2 separate regions of the Mus musculus genome follow, and region 2 is linked to region 1. A link is a contact called in public HiChIP or PLAC-seq data. All regions are on one chromosome and are shown on one strand. Each heading gives the region's core, a stretch centred on a gene start, on an enhancer-like site or on the middle of the called end of the contact. The rest is flanking DNA. Distances are from core to core; before and after follow the strand shown.

Region 1 (3,834 bases), core at 875-3,374:
GGAAACTGCTGTGAAAGACTCCCATGTGATGGTGCCTGTGTGTGCAGTGCCCCAAACTCGCTGCTCTTTAAAAGATGCTGCATCCACAGAGAGAGGGGTGGATGGTAATGACTTTTTTTTTATCAAAATATATCTGGGAGTGCATCACAGTGGCAGAACCCTTGCCTAGCATGCAAGAGGCCTTGGGTTCCATCTCCCAACACTGCAGAAGAAATGAAATAATCTGGTTTTTTTGTTAAAGAAATACAAGATTTGCAACAGAAATAACAAGAATGCCTTGATAGTGTACACATTGTTGGCAGCTCAACACTCAGTTTACAGCAAGCCTGTCTAAGCTGGGGCCTTGTCCTCTGAAAACCTTTATCTGGTGGCCATATAGAATCTCTGTCAAGGATTTGGGATCCTCATGTGAGTGCTTACTTTTGTGTCCATGTATGTGCATGTTCATGTGTGTGTCTGTGTATGTTTCCAAGTGCAGTTTTCTCTCTCTCTCTGTCTCTCTCTGTGTCTCTCACTCTCACTCTCTCCTGTGTGTGTGTGTGTGTGTGTGTGTGCAGTGCCCTAGGAAACCAGAAGAGGGCAGCAGATTCCCTGGAACTGGAGTGAAAAGTGGTTGTCAGACATCAGACAAATCCCTGTCCCCTGAAAGAACATCAAGGGCTTTTAACCCCTGAGGCATCTCTCCAGCCCCCAAAGTCATTCCTTCACTTGTAGGCTTTACCCTGTGCATAGCAGCTGATGGAACACTCCTGCGCTCATCGCTGCTAACACACTTCAGTTACAATATTCACCAGTCACAGCTCAAGTGTGGGGAAATGGTGACCTCTCTACCTTTCTGTCATTCCTCCAGCACATCATGCCATGGTGACCTGAACAGGCTCACTCCCAGATACAATCTGTGCAGTGACTTCCCATGTTTCAGAATCAGCCTCACTCATCTCTGGAGTCCACTCAACCCTCCAGGAGTGTTTCCACTAGGATTGCCTGGGAATTCCAAAGAATCAGCAGGGGAGGTAGTTTCCAAACTCTGGCTCTTAGACCATCAAAAGTCAAAATGGAACTGGTTTATCCTTGTATCTTATCTGTGTGTCCTCTTCCTGAACCACATGGAGTCACTTGCTACTTTGGACGCACACCAAGTGGCCAGGGTCCCCCACACATGTGTCATGTTTATGTACTCTTGCCCCACCCTGCCAGAGTAGTCAAGCTGCAGCAACTCGGGGAACTCCTGCAGGGGAAGGGAGGAATACAGTTGCCCACGGTTGGTCCACAGAATTGGGAGTCACACACCCATGGTCTCATTCTTCCTTCCTCTAACTAGATTTTCTGTGAAACAGCAGGGCCGGGGCTAGAGCGACAGCTCAGCCGTGAAGAACACCAGCTCTTCTTCTGAAAAACCCAAGTTTGTTTTCCAGCACCTATGCTAGATGCCTTACATCTGCCTGGAACTCCAGATCCAAGGGATCCAACGCCCTCTTCTGGCCTTCACACGTACCTGCATGCATATGTGATAGAGTCTCATAAAGATACACACATACACATAAATAAATATAAACCCTGAAGAAAGAAAATAGCAGGGCTGACTAAGATACTGTATCCTCAACATTGATTCAGCACGGCCACCAGATACAGGTCTTCAGAGGACAAGGCCTCAGCTTAGCCAGGCTTGCTGCAAACACCTGTGAACTGGATTCTTCTTCCTCCACCTCCTCCTCCTCTTCATCAGTTTCCTAACATTATGTGGGGTGTGTGTGTCCGTGTGTGTGTGTGTATGTAGGAGCACATACCATAGCACACATGGGAGTTCAGAGGACAACTTGGAGTCAGTTCTGTGCTACCATATGAGTCCCAGGAACCTAATTCAGGTCTCCAGGCTTTGCGGCAAGCACCTTCGCAAGCCGAGCCATCTTGACCTGGAGTCAGGTTCTCGAGCCTGCCCACCATCACAAAACTCTGGAAATGAGAAGAACGCAGTAGCTGTGGCTGGCTATGAATGGAAGACAGTGAGCAGAGCAGACAAACAGCTGAGTGTCACCGAGGTGAAGCAGGGCTACCAGGGGGCTGTAGGATAATACTCAGTGACACATCCCTGGGCTCCACCCCCACACCAAAATAAAAGGGAGAAAGAAAGGAGGAAGCAGTGTAGCCTTGGGCCATAGGCGGGGCTTGTCAGGGAAGCTTACAGTTCAGAAACCCGGAGGAAGGAAATAAACAAACAGAGAGCTGGGAGGTGAGCCCTTTCCTGGCAGCAGGTGAAGCAACAGGTGCAGGGCTTAGCTGAAACTAAGAACAGTCCAGCAGTGTGATCATTTCCATTAGAGCCCCACGGGACATCGAGCCATGGTGGCGACAACATGCTTCCACACCCAAAGCTCAGCTCCAACTCTCCTGAGTGGCCAGGTCATGGGCTTATGTATCTCACACTACGTCTTCTTTCTTTGAAAACTGGTTCCCCCTTTCAGGGATCAGAGCTCCCTTTTCAAATGCCTGTTACTTATGAGTACCTTTGAGGAGCCTCAGCTTTTCCACTGGCCCTGTCTTCCCCGTGGGCCAAGCCGTTTAAGAGTTGCTTTCATCACAGAACTGAGTGGGAGAGACAGCGTGACAGGTGTGGACAAAACTTTGTAAGAATTCTCACAGACTCTGGCTTGTCCTACTGAGTACCTGTGATCTTGTATTTCCGGGCCACCACGAGCCCCAGAACATTACACTGACTCTAAGGCTAGAATCCAGCCGAGTGGTGGTGGCCCACGCCTTTAATCCCAGCACTTGGGAGGCAGAGACAGGCGGATTTCTGAGTTTGAGGCCAGCCTGGTCTACAAAGTGAGTTCCAGGACAGCCAGGGCTGTACAGAGAAACCCTGTCTTGAAAAAACAAAAACAAATAAACCAACCAAACAAAAAAACCTGGTATCCACCTGAGGGCAGCCGGTCTGAAGACAGATGCTGACAAGGACAAACTACGGAGTTGGTGCAGCAGCAACCCTGGGAAAGACAGCTGTTCACACTCAATAATGTCACCTTCATCCCCCTCCTTCAGGAGTCCCCTACTCAACCCAGAGCCAGCTGTTGATTCATGGCAGTCTGGGGTTCCTGAATCACTGAGCAGTTGCAAGAGGACACAGGTCCTCCGAGGTAATAACTGGAGACTACAGCAACAGTGAACCATTTAAGTTGCACTCTGGGGTCTTTGTCTCCTCATGTTCCGGTTGTGTGACCTAGACAAGCTCTCTGACCGGCCACATGCTTAAGGAAGCGGGATCCTTGTCTAGATTAATTGGATCACTTCCTTCTACTCGGAGCACGCAGCATAGCCTACAGCGATTAGCACACACTGGATGAACCAAAGGAAAGAGGCTGGGGGGGGGGGTGTAGATCTGGGCTTGCCAAACACAGGGCCCTGGGTTTAAGCCCTCAGTGCTGCAAAAAAAAGAAAGAAAGAAAGAGAGAGAGAGAGAGAGAGAGAGAGAGAGAGAGAGAGAGAGAGAGAGAGAAAGAAAGAAAGAAAGAAAGAAAGAAAGAAAGAAAGAAAGAAAGAAAGAACGATTAAAGAGAAGCTGCAGAGGTGGCTCAGCAGTTAAGAGCACTGACTGCTCTTCCAGAGTCCTGAGTTCAATTTCCAGCAACCACATGGTGACTCACAACCATCTGTAATGAGATCTGATGCCCTCTTCTGGTGTGCAGGAAGACAGCTACGATGTACTCATATAAATACAATAAATAGACTTTTTAAAAAAAGAAAAGAAAAGAAAGATTAAAGAATCCAAAACTGGCCTATATTACCTGCTACTCTGTGTGTGTGTGTGTGTATGTGTGTGTGTGTGTGTGTGTGTGT
Region 2 (4,130 bases), core at 792-3,291, 310 kb before region 1:
GCCATGTTTGAGCAGTGGAACCATGGACAGAAGCCACTGAAGCGACTGCAGGTTTTAGTTTCAGCAAGTTTACTCAGTAACTTTCCCAAAAAGCATTAAAAATCATGACTGGCAAACAAACAAACCAACACAAAAACAAAAAAACCAAAGTCTGCATTTATTTTTAATTATGAGAGTTATGCATTCTTCTAACACCAAGACATTGGGAGACACGAAAATCTTGTCCTAGAAACATCCATGTGGGTTACTGAATAAATAGGGAATTTTGATAGGTCATTTTTCTCTATATATTCTCTTTAGTGGACAGCCATAAAATTTTATGGCTTGAATAAGGTTTTCATCTAAGAGCTAAGAGATTTGCAACATAAAAAAATTAATAGTTGGTTATTCTGCATATCTGACAAGTATCTTCTACACACTTTAAAAATGCTTTACTTTAAAAAATGGCAAGCAATAGAAAATATTAGCTGAGTTAATACTGCAAAATTTGAATATAATCAAAGCCCAAAATGAATAAAAATGCTGTACTTATGAAAAATGAAAACACATATACTTCAAAAGTATGGGTTCCTTTAAAAAATTCTTCCCATTTGTTTGTTTTTAATATTTTCCCTCAGTGAGCATGACTGCTCACAAAAGCCATGGCTGTTTAAAGGAACAAATTTAAGGCCATATGAATAATTTAAGATGTTGGAATTTTATAATAACCATGTAAAACATTTAAGTAACTTCACAATTGTTACGTGAAAACATATCAACACAGGCCTCTGATGAAGACACCTCTAGGGGCTAATGCACCATTTTGGACATGGATGGGTAAAGAGTAACAGGCAAGGTATGGCTCTTCCTCTAAAACTTGCACTCGGATCCCATAAGATGTAAGAAACACAAAGGCTTGCAGGAAGCGGCACTCAGAGTAATTCAAGAGGTATGTATTCCCTTAGACTCTGCAGTGATGTGAACAACTATGGAACTCGGGTTAGCACTGAACTATGTCCGTGACCTACTCTACTTTGCCAGTGTAAGGAGGGGGGGGGGCTCCAGTAAGTCATGTGCTCTCCTTTCTCTTGCACATACAATGTAGAAAGCATTCACTTGTCCTCAGGGCTCTGTGCTCAATCTCTACACAACACAGCTTTGAAATGCAACACGAAGAACGCCCCACCCAGGAGCCAAAGCACTGGATTGGTTGTCTGATCCCAGAGCATTCAGGCATTGCCACAGATTCTGCCCATCTGACAACATGGTCAAATTTGATTCATCACTGACCATAAAGTATAAATAACTTAAAATTACAATTTATTGATTCACGTCCCTCACAGAATTTGAATTTTTTAAAAAAATAGTATGTTGGTTATTTTACCTATCCTACATTATAAGAAATCTGTAGACAATACCATAGCCAAGGCCATTTTGGGAGATGAACAACTATGCTAACTCAACAAAACTGCAATTTTAATTAAGCATTTGAAAGCAGAATGCAGATGCAGGAGGCTCAGAGACAAATTCAAGAAGTTCAAAACATATCTAAGACTTAGTCATTACTGTACCAGCTAAGCTACCAGCACTTCTTCTAGATTATGATATTCAGATCTCCAAATGGTCTCTCAAGCTTCCTATCTTTACTCTCCTATTCTATTTCCCAGGCAAAGTCCCTCTTCTACTTACAGCCTTAAGCCTCCATAATAAGAGACTTTTTCTGGCACAGTGATTTCCCCAAAACTGGCAGGATCCCACAGTTTACTCGAAGGAGATGCCCCACCCCCAACCCCCAAGAAAGTGCTTCTCTGGCTGTCATGAACTCACTTTGTAGACAAGGCTGGCCTCCAACTCATAGAGATCTGCCTGCCTCAACCCCTAGAGTGCAGGGATTAAAGACATGTATCAACATGCCCTGCTGATTTCTCTCTCTCTCTCTCTCTCTCTCTCTCAATGCAGGTGATTCATGAATTAGCACGAGGGAACACTAATAGAGTGTGCTTACTGTTCCAATCAGGCACAAGGTTTTAAGACCTTGGACAGCACTGAGCCTGAACTCCCATGATAGAAAACTCACTTCTTTAGAACCTAAGCAGGGCAGTCAGTCTACCTGACTGCTGTTTTGAGACACCATCTTGCACTGGAGATCACAGGCTTAAGCCACCACACCCAGTTTCCCCATCTCTATTTGAACAGTTCTTGCCCTCTCCTGTGGGCAATTCTTCTTAGTTCAAACAGCTTCATAATCCAACTCAGAAAACGTGATCTAGGTATTCCTTTCCAAAGAACCCAAGGCTCAATCTGTTTCTATTTTGATGTAAAGACTATATTAAATACAGAACTTTCCTCTAGTCTTCCCTGACTAAATACACAAAGTTCTTCAACTTCGTTACACAAGGTTTAATAAGCTTCCTTAACCATGCTGTAACAAAATTTCAAAGAAACAAAAATACTGATCTTGTTTTGTCACCTCTCTTATAGCTTTTAATCTTCTGTTACTAACAAGACTTAAATTAAGTAAAACAAGTCAGAAAACATGTGTAATTTGACTTAGCATAGAACATGGTAAATCTTTAAATATAGTTTATTCATTATAAATATCAAAACAGAAGTATTTTTTCTAGTCCATTGTTTTTAGTTGACATTTCTGTTTTTCATTAACAGGCTGTTATCTACAGTGGTGTATCGTTTGTTCTTACTCAATTTGCAAATGGAGTTGAGAGTACTTTACTAGGACAGAGGAGGCTGGACCAAGTGCTGTAACACTGCCTTAGGAGCAATAGGAGGGCAGGAAGAGGACAAGAGCTCCCATTTTGCTTGTTACACAACAGGGAAGTCACCCTCAAATGCCTCAATCGCAGATTTGTACAAAGATTGCCAGTGTACCCCTCATAGGTCAGCTCATACCACCCTCCTTTGTTCGGGAGCTAGGGCTATCTATAAGATTGGCGCTGACGCATCATAAGCCTCCAGGCAAGTGAGTCAGTTCTAGTTAGTTTGGCACCAGCCTCGAAACAAAACGAAACAAAAACAACAACAACAACAACAAAACCAGGGTTGTCTTGGCTAAGGTTTCTATTGCTGTGACAAACCAGCAAGACCAAAGAGCAAGTTGGGGAGGGAAGGGTTTATTTAGCATATACCTCCATATTGCTGTTCATTATTGAAGGAAGGCAGGACAGAAACCTAAACAGAGCAGAATCCTGAAGGTGGGAGCTGACAGAGGCCATGGAGGAATGCTGCTTACTGACTTGCTTCCCCTGGCTTGCTCAGCCTGCTTTCTTACAGACCCTCAGAGATGGCACCACCCACAAGAGGTTGGGTCCTCCCCAGTGATCACTAATAGAGAAAATGCCTTAAAACTGGATCTCATTGAAGCATTTCCTCAACTGAGGCTCCTTTCTCCCATGACACTAGCTTATGTCAAATTGAAACAAAACTGGTTAGCCAGTAGAACAATGTGGGAAATGGCTCTGATAGACTCAGGTGTTTGGATGCTTGGCTATAGGGAGTGGCACTATTATGAGGTGTGGCCTGTTGGAGGAAGTGTGTCACTGTGGGTTGGGCTTTGAGGTTTTATCTATTCAAGCTATGCCCAGTGTGGCATGTAGTTTCTTTCTGCTGACTGCAGATCAAGATGTAGAACTCTCAGCTCCTTCTCCAGCACCATGTCTGCCTGCATGCTGTCATGCTTCCTGCCATGATGACAATGGACTGAGCCTCTGAAACTGTAAGCCAGTCCCAATTAAATGTTTTCCTTTATCGTGGTCACGATGTCTCTTCACAGCAATAAAACTCTAGCTAAGACAAGGGCAGTGTATGGCAACGAGTCCTGGGTTATGTCAGAGACAGACTTGAAGCTCAGAAGATCAAGGCTGGATCTACCTTGTCAGGTTGACGTTTAGTTGCTACAGAATGTCTTGGGTCAGGAGGATTACGTTTTCTACTTGCACAGATAATTCTACATTGTTTCTATGAACTAAAAATGAGCTCTTTCCAGTTATTCAGGACTCACATGAAGATCAAGCTGACTTCTGCTACATGTGTGTGGTGGGGGGTGTAGGTCCAGCCCATGTATGCTCTTTAGTTAATGGTTCAGTCTCTGAGAGTCCAGGTTAGTTAACTCTGTTGGTCTCCCTGTGGAGTTCCTA

Evidence for each region. HiChIP or PLAC-seq counts read pairs in DNA pulled down with a chosen protein or histone mark.
Region 2: an H3K4me3 HiChIP or PLAC-seq map of embryonic stem cells shows a contact between it and region 1, with 9 read pairs. The contact joins two enhancer-like sites. A contact is called at or near these places in 1 of 39 promoter capture datasets (hematopoietic stem and progenitor cells), 2 of 115 datasets of contacts at active chromatin or transcription factors (bone marrow-derived macrophages and embryonic stem cells) and 1 of 9 other capture datasets (adipose tissue).

The regions. Positions count from the first base shown.
Region 1 is chr3:84,655,806-84,659,639 of GRCm38.p6, reverse strand. No RefSeq gene overlaps it. Among named protein-coding and RNA genes, the nearest start is that of Tmem154, 8.5 kb to the left of the region's middle. Within about 2 kb of position 2,124, at least 80 of the 459 cell types and tissues checked have an H3K27ac peak or open chromatin away from gene starts, as enhancers often do. A contact at or near this core is called in embryonic stem cells, where this site is marked.
Region 2 is chr3:84,961,057-84,965,186 of GRCm38.p6, reverse strand. The region is part of intron 6 of Fbxw7 (F-box and WD-40 domain protein 7); the gene reads right to left. Among named protein-coding and RNA genes, the nearest start is that of Gm30944, 60 kb to the left of the region's middle. Within about 2 kb of position 2,041, at least 13 of the 459 cell types and tissues checked have an H3K27ac peak or open chromatin away from gene starts, as enhancers often do. A contact at or near this core is called in embryonic stem cells, where this site is marked.